Linked DNA regions of Sus scrofa: all the other regions are linked to region 1. The links are chromatin contacts, called in public HiChIP or PLAC-seq maps. All regions are on one chromosome and are shown on one strand. The core of a region is the stretch at or near the end of the contact, and the rest is flanking DNA. Distances in the headings are between cores, read along the strand shown. Region 1 has its middle 18 kb from the start of YTHDC2. Region 2 holds the start of LOC100518827. Region 3 overlaps NREP (neuronal regeneration-related protein). Region 4 overlaps NREP (neuronal regeneration-related protein).

What was found. HiChIP or PLAC-seq counts read pairs in DNA pulled down with a chosen protein or histone mark.
Region 2: an H3K27ac HiChIP or PLAC-seq map of skeletal muscle shows a contact between it and region 1. The contact joins the promoter of LOC100518827 here to the enhancer-like site in region 1. A contact is called at or near these places in 11 of 47 Hi-C or Micro-C datasets (adipose tissue, brain, embryonic fibroblasts and 6 more) and 2 of 2 datasets of contacts at active chromatin or transcription factors (alveolar macrophages and skeletal muscle).
Region 3: an H3K27ac HiChIP or PLAC-seq map of skeletal muscle shows a contact between it and region 1, with 5 times the contacts expected there. The contact joins two enhancer-like sites. A contact is called at or near these places in 1 of 47 Hi-C or Micro-C datasets (psoas muscle) and 1 of 2 datasets of contacts at active chromatin or transcription factors (skeletal muscle).
Region 4: a contact with region 1 is called in an H3K27ac HiChIP or PLAC-seq map of skeletal muscle, with 4 times the contacts expected there. The contact joins two enhancer-like sites. A contact is called at or near these places in 1 of 47 Hi-C or Micro-C datasets (embryonic fibroblasts) and 1 of 2 datasets of contacts at active chromatin or transcription factors (skeletal muscle).

Annotation. Positions count from the first base shown.
Region 1 is chr2:117,984,261-117,987,104 of Sscrofa11.1, reverse strand. No RefSeq gene overlaps it. Among named protein-coding and RNA genes, the nearest start is that of YTHDC2, 18 kb to the left of the region's middle. Within about 2 kb of position 1,379, at least 12 of the 83 cell types and tissues checked have an H3K27ac peak or open chromatin away from gene starts, as enhancers often do. A contact at or near this core is called in adipose tissue and skeletal muscle, where this site is marked.
Region 2 is chr2:117,506,100-117,508,943 of Sscrofa11.1, reverse strand. LOC100518827 reads left to right here and starts at 1,337. Exons shown (of 4, transcript XM_013995035.2): 1 at 1,337-1,410. The coding sequence starts at 1,337. All of the region lies in intron 1 of NREP (neuronal regeneration-related protein), which reads right to left.
Region 3 is chr2:117,625,735-117,628,578 of Sscrofa11.1, reverse strand. The region is part of intron 2 of NREP (neuronal regeneration-related protein); the gene reads right to left. Among named protein-coding and RNA genes, the nearest start is that of NREP, 120 kb to the right of the region's middle. Within about 2 kb of position 1,473, at least 8 of the 83 cell types and tissues checked have an H3K27ac peak or open chromatin away from gene starts, as enhancers often do. A contact at or near this core is called in skeletal muscle, where this site is marked.
Region 4 is chr2:117,681,405-117,684,248 of Sscrofa11.1, reverse strand. The region is part of intron 2 of NREP (neuronal regeneration-related protein); the gene reads right to left. Among named protein-coding and RNA genes, the nearest start is that of NREP, 180 kb to the right of the region's middle. Within about 2 kb of position 1,343, at least 10 of the 83 cell types and tissues checked have an H3K27ac peak or open chromatin away from gene starts, as enhancers often do. A contact at or near this core is called in skeletal muscle, where this site is marked.

The sequences.
Region 1 (2,844 bases), core at 130-2,629:
AAAGGCATTGCATTAGTGCTCAGAGCATTTACTTAAATTATGTTCACATGGATACACTTTTCATTTTCTTTAGAAGATTCATATTTCATTTTTTTTTTAAATAGCACAAATGCTGCCACTGTTTTAATAGATCATCCTTCTAATTGTGAATTCCATTTGGAAGCCTGGGATCTCAAGCCTGGAATTTCTTCAAGTACTTAAAAGTTTACTTGCCCATTGAGGTCAATTCTTTGACACTTGACACCTATGGTCCTCAGAAGACTTGGTAGTTTCAACATTAAGTTGATCAGTCAATAGACTAAATATTGTGATAGTCTATTTGTTGATGGAGAATTTGGGTGTTTTAAGTACAAAGACCCTGGCTCTCTAATATGTCTTGATTACATGTCTGTTTCTGCTGAGCTGCTTCCTACCACCCTCCTAGGAAAAGTCAGATATGGGAGAGACCGTGTAGTGAGTTGATCTTGGTCAGGGCTGCCCTGGAAAAGTATCTGCAAGTGTGGGAGGGGGTCCTGGAAGGGTGCCAACGGGGGCCTACATAAGACTCTCAGGAGGAAGAGAGCTGATTGAAAGTCCAGTTAAGTCAAAAGAATAATAAATCAAAAAGTTCACCAGGCTGGAGGAGCCGAGTGGGATGTGAGCCAAAGGATCAAAGTCAGGGTCAGAAACAGGCTGATTGGAAACAGAGCCAACTCAGGAACTCACCCTGGGAAAGTGGGGACATGCTCTGGCAGCATCTTAGGCACAGATGGGTGAGTCCACATGGACAGGCCCTTGTTGTGATAGTACCAGAGCCTGGATGGGTCCTCAGAAGTTGATGGATGGAAGAAAAGTTGAGAGACCATGTTGCGAGCATTAGTTTAGGAGCACTGTTTCCCCAGTTTGTCCAAGAGATGTGTGCTAATGGGCTCTCACATCCACATGAGTGACAACCCTCTCTGACATCAGCTGGTTAAGGCACCATTAGGCTCATGCCCATCCTGGGACCAGCCGGTCTTCCCTCAGCCTTTGCAGATCTATCCCCAGCGAACTAGTTGGCCTGCAGGCAACATCTGAGGAGAGCAAACAGCCAGAGCAGAGCCCCAGCACACCCATCCTTCCTCGGCACCTCGGTTAGCACCTCCTTCAGGAAGGAAACGCTTGGGGAGAGTTCCTTTCCCTATGCCCCAAGACCGGGCCCTCAAATCTGGGGAAGTGCTTGTGATGGGAATGTGCCGTCATAGAAATTCAAACACATGGAGCAGGCTGAAAGAAAGCAAGGAAAGTGCATGCCAAGTTTGCCTGTGGTCAAAATCGAGCCTGAGCTGTTTCCTGAAGATAGGAGCTGGAACTCTCATGGGTAAAGCTGACTGAGCTCACACATTTCACCCTTGGCCTACTTTGTTTATCTTGAGACCACTGAAGCATTCAGTCTAGACTGTACAGTATTTCCAGTATCTCCTGTTACTTCTTTCCCAAGCATCTGGTTTTTCTCAGGCCTCCACCTGACTCACCCTACATGGCCCTGTGCTCGAATCCTAGCGCTCACGAGGAATGTCCTACCCGTGCTTGGGCCATGGGAGACATGTGTCAACATCGGGGGCCTGTCCTGTGAGGCGACCTGTCAAAAGGCACTTGTGTCGTTTTCTTTCTGGACGGTGAGTTCAGGGCTCTGATGATGGCTTTATCCTGGACTTCAGATCTCGGGGATGGAGCGGCCAGGGAGTTCTTACAAACTTTGGCCTAAACACTATATGCTCCTTCAATGTCACAACCTTTTTCTTTCAGCCTACAATTTTATGTTATTGTGCTGGACACAAATGGATCTATTTGTGATCAGATCCATCCCCACTTCAGGCTGTACCCAATCCTTGACATACCATTTTCATATACCTTTTGCTTCTCTTGCCTTATGAATGGTCAAGTCAGATAAGTTCAAATTTGTAAGTATTTATATATATAATTCATATTCATCTTGGGTTTCAGGAAGTCTTGGTGTTCCTCTATTAATTATTCTATTTCAAACTAAGAGACAATAAGCAGTCAATAACTGACATGCAAAGGAGGTATACCAGCAGCCTTGGGAGACACTGAAGCCAGAAACAGGCTGGTCCTATTGACTCCCTCAAGGCTGTGTTCAAGGGGTTGATGCCATCTCACTCTTGAAGACAGGAACCAGGGGATCCAGCCATGGCGGGAATTCTGTGAACATTTGGAGCCAGGGAATGCTTCACAAAGGCAGTGATGTACTTTATCAGAACTGCACGGGCAGGGTCCAGCTGGTCACAGGGAAGTTGATGGCCTGCGGAGATTTGTGCTTAGACAGCCTACATATAAAAACATGTTCTGAGCTGTATGTGATGTCTTTCAGTTACAATCAAATATTTATCTCACACCAGTTTGGATGTTAGAGTCTAATATCCAGGCATGACCATGGGGAAAAGAAAGAGGAATTATATAAATAAGGATGTTAGGCTTCAATATGCCCAGCACGGCTCTTTCCAAAAACAGAGGTGGATTTGGAACTCCACTGCAGAGAATGTGCACAGTGGAGCAGGATTCAGAGGCTGTATAAGAGCCAGAAATTCTGGCCAATAAGCAAGGAGTTTTGTCTCTCACAAGCAAGACCCATTGGGTATCATGTATCTCTTGGCTGTATTATAAAATACTCCTAAAAGTGATAGCACCTGAATTATTGGGACATTTCTGGTACCGTTATCTTCACAGAAGAGGAAGCACTTGTTCTTGTGATCAATGAACACCAAGTTCACTGGGTAAAATTTTAAAAGTTGGACCTAATTCTGGGAGTGAGATAAAAACATTCTTACAGAGTATATCCTATTCTATTGCATTAAATATTATGTG
Region 2 (2,844 bases), core at 88-2,587, 480 kb after region 1:
CCTGGGAACCTCCATATACCTTGCGTGTGGCCCTAAAAAGACAAACATAAATAAATAAATAAATCAGATCCCTAACACCAAAAAAACCAAAATGTCAACCCCATAATGATTAAGCACTTTAAAACCAAATGTGCATACCTTATCTGCAAAATCTTACTTATGCTCCTGATAAGAAAATTAGTGGGACAAGGAGCAGAATAAGAAAAACAACACACTTTTCACTCTCCACTCCTAACAGTGTGTTATTCGTTTTCTCCTGCTGCCGTTAACAAGTTTACACAAATTTAGCAACTTAAAACAACGCAAATGTATTATCATAGCTCTGTTGTTTGGAAATCTGGCGTGAGTTTCACTGGGCTAAAATCAGGGCATCAGAGGGCTGTGTTCTTTTCTGGAGATTCCAGAGGAGAATCTGCTTCCATGCTCACTCAGGTGGTTGGCAGAATTAAGTTCCATATAGTTGTAGAAATGAAGTCTCTGTTTCCTTGCTGGCTGTCAGCTGAGGGCCATTCCCAGCTCCTAGAGGCTGTCTATACACTTTGGCTTCAAAGATCTTCCTCCTCCATCTTCAAAGGCAATGGAAGTTTGTCTTCTCCAGCCTTCTCTTCTGCCCCATCTCTGACTCTCCTGTTTTCCTCTTCATTTTTTATTTTCTCATCTCTCAGTCCCTCACATTAACCACGTGGGCAAAGCCCTGTTTTACTGTGTAATGAAACATATTCACGGGTTCTGGGGATTAGGATGTGTGAAGGACCATTACTCTGCTACCACACCGGACAAGGAAACTGAACGTGTCCCATGCTCGCACTCACTCTGTATGAAGCTTGTACATCCTTCCACAAGGCCATCACTCCAGCAGGCAAGGATGGAGGGGAAACTAGGCAGAAAATATCCCCTATCATTTTCTCATGTCCTTTCTGCTTGCATTGGCTTAATTACTGGATTTTCCTTACCAGGCTACGTGAGGTCAAGGCAGACAGGACGATGAAGAATTTAGAATTAATTTCCTGACACCAACATTAATCCAGTAAGTGAAACACATGTCTCCCCTCTATCTATTCTTGAACCATCCAGAGTTTAGGGAAGAGGTATAAGGGGCACATAGGAAAGAATCAGGTCGGAACAAAATGTCAAGCCCTTAAAAAAAACCACGCACAGCAACATAGTCCCCTGCCCGGCTTCCTTAAGAAACTCAACCCACCAAGGTTCCTTACCTGCGGTGGCAGTAAACAAGAAGAGTCAGGCTCATGAGAGTCATTAATTGGGTGTCACTATGTACTAACCAGTGCTAGATGATTCAACAAACCTGCCTTCATTCTTTAAACCTATGTGGTACATGGGTAAAGGTATTATCCTGGACAAGAGGAACCGTGGGCTTACAGAGGTGATCATTTACCCAAAAGAACAAGAGTGAGAGATGAATCTAAACCTAGATTTGCTAGCTGCTCCAGCCCAAGGAAATTTCCCGACTTTCTCTAGCAAGAAGGTAAGATTGAAATTTGGTATAATCCTCACATTGTACCTTTCAGTGTCTTTCAGTAACACTTTTTGAGGAGTCCCTCTCCTTCCCCAACCTTTCTCTCCCCAGACATGAGAGAGACTTCCTAGTGAAGTCCTTAGAGTTCTTTACCTCCCATAATCATTACACATTTACTTCTGGATGGTCACTGTCCCTACTGTCCCAACATTGATGTTATCATTCAGGCTAATCCTGGTGTGACGACCACTGGGCTATGGGCTTGCATTTTATGTTTTCTTCGTCCTTCCTTCCTTTCCTTCCTCTCTCTCCTTTTTTTTTTTTTTTTTTTTTTTCTTTCCTCCCTCCCTCTTTTTCTTTCTTTTCTGTTTCTTTTTGCTTCAAAGAAACAAAGAAAGGTCCTGGGAGGTGGTCCCTGAATAAGTCTCTACTAGGACTTACAGGTGCAGGGAGCCCCAGGTGCTACCAGTCAGCCCAAATGACTGCAGCCTCTATCCTTTCAATGAGGAATGGTTATCAGCATAAAGCCAATTAACCACCTCAACTTTCTTTCTGGTACTGATCGCTTCTAAAATTTCAGCATAAAATCCCAACTCCTTACCACAGGTACAAAGCCTGACAGGATTTGCTCCTGCCTGTCACCTACACTGCATCTCAAGCCACCCTGCCCTCCTGCCACTGCTCCAGCGACACTGGCCAAGGCCTGCTTCTGAGCACCTGAAATGGGACTAGTCTGAACTCAAATGTACTGGTAATATAAGATATATACTGGACTTTGAAGACTTAGTACGAATAAAAAAATGCAAATACATCATCAATGATTTTATATTGATTACAGGTTGCAATGACAATATTGAGCACATGGTGAATTACTGTTAAGATTAATTTAGCTGGTTCCTTTTACCTTTTTTTGCGGCTTTTCCAACATTTAAAATAACATTCATGGAGTTCCCATTGTGGCTCAGCGGTTAAGGAACCCGACCAGTATCCATGAGGACACAGTTCCATCCCTGGCCTCACAAAGTGGGTTAAGGATCCGGCATTGCCATGAGCTATGGTGTAGGTCACCGATGCGGCTTGAATCCCAAGCTACTGTGGCCATGGTGAAGGCCAGCAGCTACAGCTCTGATTCAACCCCTACCCCTAGCCTGGGAACCTCCATATGCAGCGGGTGCGGCCCTAGAAAAACAAATAAAATAAATATATAAAATAATATTCCTTGTTTGCACTAGATTCCTACCAAACAGCGCGTCTCTATCACATTTTACCCCCTTTTGTTTCTTTTTTGGTACTTACACTATCTGGACTTAACAGTGTCCATGTTACCTGTTTTGTGTCTTTCTCACGCAACTAGTCTGTCTCATTCA
Region 3 (2,844 bases), core at 224-2,723, 360 kb after region 1:
ACTATGGGATATCAAATCAATGGAATACTATGCAGCATTTACCAGGTCTCTGTTTTGTTTTGCTTTTGGCTGTGCAGCCCGAAGACCCATTCCTTATTGGAAGGTAATCTTCCCTTCACAAAATAGGAATACTCAGTAGACCTAACATGTGATTTGCCCATCCCCTCTATGTGCCCCTGAGTGGGTCCAGAAAAAAAATATTCTTTATGCCAAAGACTGTGTATGTTTGGTGAGATACCAGCATCTAGAACCTTTAAAAATAAGTATTAGAAGAGTACCTGATGTATAGTAAGTGCTCAATAAATGTTATCTATTCTTATTATCCATCTACACAGAAAGCTACTGAATTAACTGGGAATGTGAAACTCAATCTTTTTTGTACTGGCTCTGTGCCAACACTAATTCCTGAGGACACAGAATATCACTCTTATCTATTGGTCAGAAGGATGACATAGGGGACTCAAGTTAAAATGAAATGGTGACAGCCTCAGAGAGGGTTTAGGAGGACCCTGAATCTATTATTATACGGTTAATTGCAATTACTAATTCAGGAGCTAAAGAACTGATATCCTTAATCATAGAGCCCCCCATGATAGCTTCCTGATTCACAGAGTAGAATACAGAAGTAAGGGAGCTCCCTCATGGCTTAGCAGGTTAAGGATCTGGCAGTGTCACTGCTGTGGTTCTGGTGGCTGCTGTGGTGCAGGTTCGATCTCTGGCCCTGGGAACTTCCACATGCCATGGGTGTGGCCAAAAACAAACGAACAAAAGAATATAGGAGTAAGTAATATATGAAATATTCTGGAACACCTATCCCTACCACAATATTCAACCAAGAGCCACATTGCAATTCTGAGGACTGGCGAATGTGGTAACATCAGTAAAGATTTGAAATATGTAGGTGGTGAATTCTATTCTATCACGTTTAATTCTCCAGTTTGGCTGGCTGAAGAAAGAGATGGATGGACACAGGAGAGTAACAGTGGGTGAAGATAATCCGTAACATAAAGCTGTTCCCAGAAGCTCTCCATTATCAAATAGAAATAGATTTAAGGATGAGATTTGTACAGTTCCAAAAATCCAAGAAGATTGAAAAGGAGATTGCTTATACTTATTTCAGTCCAATTGCAAAGCCACTCTTTTGCTGAGCTGATATTGGAAGCATGTGCCATAAGACAGTGCCTGCCCTGGTCCATCTGGCAAAACCATTCCTCTCAAGAAATGGAAACATCACATACCCCTGGACTGGTGCCACTGCACACTGCGTTTATTTAAAGCCTCTTTCTTCTGAGTCCAGGATCACCAAGGAACTCTGACTCCCAAGTTGCTTAACTTTAGGGAAAGAACAGATTGATGATACAACCTTTATTTCTGATATTCCTGTATTTTTCCCATGGTTTCTAACTATGACGAAGCGTCTCACGAAGACTTGTCTACAGGGAAGGATTGTCTTGATCGTGCTCTCACGTGTAGTCCCAGGCCACACAGAGTAGTTATACCTTCCTTTGTTAATAAATAAGTCATCATTCTTGTGTCTACCTCCGTCATGCAAGTATTTTGGTAAACATGAGTCAGATTCTCAGGGCCTGGTCACTCCTGGGAAATACAAGTCACTGGAACTTCAAAAGATGACCAAATTTAGCTGGCTTCTCTTTTAGATGACACTGCATGCAAGAACACACGTCCATTCAAAATATTTTTAATGTTTCCATTTCCTTCCTCTCCCTTTACTGTTGTTAAGTATCTGTAATCCAATTTTTATTCCTCCAGCCCTAGTGCATGCTAATTAAATTCCCAGTTACTCTTCTATTCCAAAGCCTTCACTAAAGGTTCTAGAAGGGTTTTCTGGAAACCCACTGTTTCAGTGATATTGTTTTTGTTGCTAATGGAGATTATGGTCACATGTAAAAGAAGGCCAAGGCCTAATATTTCTTCTCTATCTAATTGGGTCTAAAAACAATACTTGATGTCAATATAACTGAAAAACTGGCTTCTTTATAGGTTTATGGGATTTTTTTCAGAGATGCCTGTTTATCAGTGGCTCTCCCTAGAACTCTCTGCATTTGCCTGTTGCCCAAACCTGCCGCCAAAGCCAATAGTCTTTATTTCCTGAGTCTTACTTAAACACATTAATCTTGATTAAATAAAGCAGTTTTCTGCTGACCTGTCAAAAATCAACTCCGCAAATGATTAAACTTTTCTCAAGTCCTCTTCCAAACGCATACGGGACTGCCCAGAGACTTATCTTGGCAAAACGAACACTGCAAACCTAGAGCATGCTGGGTAGAAGTCCCAACATTAATCCTCAAAGAGGTGACTGAGTTTGCCTGGCAATCACTTTTGGCCTTTGGCCAGACAAGAAGAAACTAACTTTTTCTTAGTGACAAAACAGAACTAAAGGCATTTTGGAATGAAAGGGAGAAATGGAGGGAGGAGAGACAAGGGAAAGGAAAATAGAAACATATAAATAAGAAATATGTTCCTTTGGGCTTTTGCATCAGAGTAATGTATTACACTCAAATACCAAATATGGATTGACATTTGTTTTACACATATTTTATTTTTGTAATTGGCTTCTTAAGAGTGAATTTCCAAAGTGGACCTGTTACATACCAAGACTTAACAATGGAAGAGAAAAGAACTTTTAAAAATTATTTTAAAAACCATTGCATTCAGACTTGTGGTTGCCAACGGGAGAGGGGAAGAGAATGGGATGGACTGGGAGCTTGGGGTTAATAGATGCAAACTATTGCATTTGGAAAGGGTAAGCAATGAGATCCTGCTATACAGCACAGGGAACTCTATCTACTCACATGAGATGGAACATGATGAAGGAAAATGTGA
Region 4 (2,844 bases), core at 94-2,593, 300 kb after region 1:
TATTGAACTACATTATAGAAGGATATTTATCAACTTAGAAAAGGTTTCAGTTTTATCATTTACATATCATTTATATAATGTAATCATGATAGATATCACTTATTGAGCCGACTAGCTGCTTTATATTATCTTATTAAATCCTCACAACAAATCTATGATGTAATTACTTTAATCTGTTCTTTACAGATGCAGAAAATAAATCTCAGAGAGAAACCACTCAGAGGTTTTCTAGAGAAGCTGGACCCTAAGTCCAAACATTAGGCTCTTAACAAATATACCATACTCTTCCTCCTTCTAAGAGGTGACCACTCTTTGGAAGAGTGCACGGATGTGATAATTTTAAATTATTTTAAGGCATATCTTAAAGCAAGGCATCTTGGCCAGGAAATTTTTCATAGCATGTTCTAGTTATCACATAAATTTTAGTATTCATGTAATGTTTGAAGTAAACTTATTTCTTTATGACATCGTATAAAGATGTCTTCTTGTTAGTTACTAAGGCTTTCCTAGACTTTGCCACTTTATGATCAGTTTATGTTCACATGCTATACTCCATGCTGGCAACGCTCACTCACATTCCTCATAATTTCTAATTCAACATCTGCTGCCAACTCAGTCTTCGAGAGCCACATTAAATGTTTTGGATATCAAAGTTATATTTGTTAGAAAACACATTTGTTGGCCCCAAATATTAAATAATGAAGACAAACTGCATTGAGAAAGATAGGGGCCTAATCATCCCTATAAATCCAGAAATATTCAGTTCCCCACAAAAGCCTCATTCTAATAATTTCATCTTTCCTGTAATGTGACTTCCCTGGTGCAAAGATCAGGTCAATGTGTTCCACATTTTTTTGGACAACTTTGTATTTTGGATCAGAAATGTATGGCAGTGAACAGCTGTGAAGAAAATAGAAGGCAGTGTACTGGATAAATGCTGGCCGAAACATAGTGAAATGAATCCTCACTATTTTCAAAAAACAACAATACAAACTATATACTTAACAGTCCTTACTGTTACTCAGCCCTGCCTTACAAGATGCACACAAGAGAGGGAGAGATGCCCCGGTGGTACTTGCCTCTATGTCAACAATCTGTAGATATGTAGGCTAGGATCTGCTGTGGCTATTTCAGTTACACCAGGTTCAAAGATCATTTGTCATATATGCTCAGAGACAAAAACAAGACTCCTTTCCAGACAGCTGTGCCTAAGGGACATGCAAAAGTGAATGGGAGTCCAAGGCATGTCTTCATGGAAAAAATTCCTAAACACCAAAACCAATCCAGCACTTCTCTCCCCTGCCCTGTCAGTCTGTCACCTTTCCCAAGCAAAGAACAGCTCACTGTAAGTGGACAACATGTTCCCAGCTGTGGCTGAGTCATATCATGACTATGAATCCAAATCAGCATCTTTCCAGTGTGGGAAAAAAAAATCTGAGCTTAATCAATTCCCCATGTAGAAGGCATTTCCAGTTTTTCTCATCCTCTCTGGAGAATGAGAAAACCACCTAACTTGATGCTTGGTGACCAAAACTCACCCACCTAAAATGTGAAATAAAGGGCAAAGATAGTTTGTGAATCTCTTACTAGAATGTTCAAAAAGAAAATGCAGACAACAACAATACAGCCATAGAATCTGGGTAAGAAAACTGAAGTAAGGTTAAAGTACAAGAAGACAAACAAATGAAAAACAAAACAAAATCTTAAAGCCCTTTCCCCCTCAACAAGCAATTTTCCATAGCAACATATTCTAATCATAAATAAGAGTGTTGCTGGAAGACCAAGGTTATTAAAAGCATTTTCATCGTCCAAAACAAATGTCCTCACGTTAAATGTGCTGTCAAACCGGCTCCAGGGATGGAGTATGTCGGCCCTACCGCTGAGTAACACATTAAGATTCAAGGTAACTGCACCTGTATATCAACAATAGGTCAAAACCTGCAGTCCAACACAAAGGCATTCAAAATGTTAAAACCCCGAATTTTTTTAATTATAAAAATACTTGAGACAAACAAATAGGTCTAGGATATAGGATAATGAGCACTCATCTACCCACCATCTATGTATCCCCCATTAGCCTAAGAACTAAAATGTTAAATTGCAGTTTAAGTTCCCTATGTGCCGCTCCCCAACAGCACTATCCTTACTCTCTGACACAGGTTTTCACTACCCTAAACTTGATGTTTGGCTTTTCCAAAAATGTCTTTATACTTTTACTATGTATATACATATCTCAAGATAATATGTGTAGTTATTTTGTAAAACTGTAAATAAATTGTATCATTCTGTCTGCATCCTTCTTGCTTAAACATTGTGAGATTTATCCATGATGATATACAGTATTCCTATTTACTCATTTATTCTGATATAGCATCTTTTTTTTTGGACTCAATGAATTTTATTACATTTATAGGTGTACAATGATCATCACAACCCAATTTTATAGCATTTCCATCCTAAACCCCCAGTGCACCCCCCTACCCCCCAACCTGTCTCATTTGGTAACCATAAATTTTTCAAAGTCTGTGAGTCAGTATCTGTTCTGCAAAGAAGTTCATTGTGTCCTTTTTTTAGATTCTACATGTAAGCGACAGCATATGATGTTGGTGTCTCACTGTCTGACCGACCTCACTTAGCATGATAATTTCTAGGTCCATCCATGTTGTTGAAAATGCCATTATTTCTTTTCTTCTAATGGCTAATATTCCATTGCGTATATGTACCACATCTTCTTTATCCACTCCTCTGTTGATGGACATTTAGGTTGTTTCCATATCTTGGCTACTGTATACAGTGCTGTAGTGAACACTGGAGTACATGTGTCTTTTTAGAGTCATGGTTTTC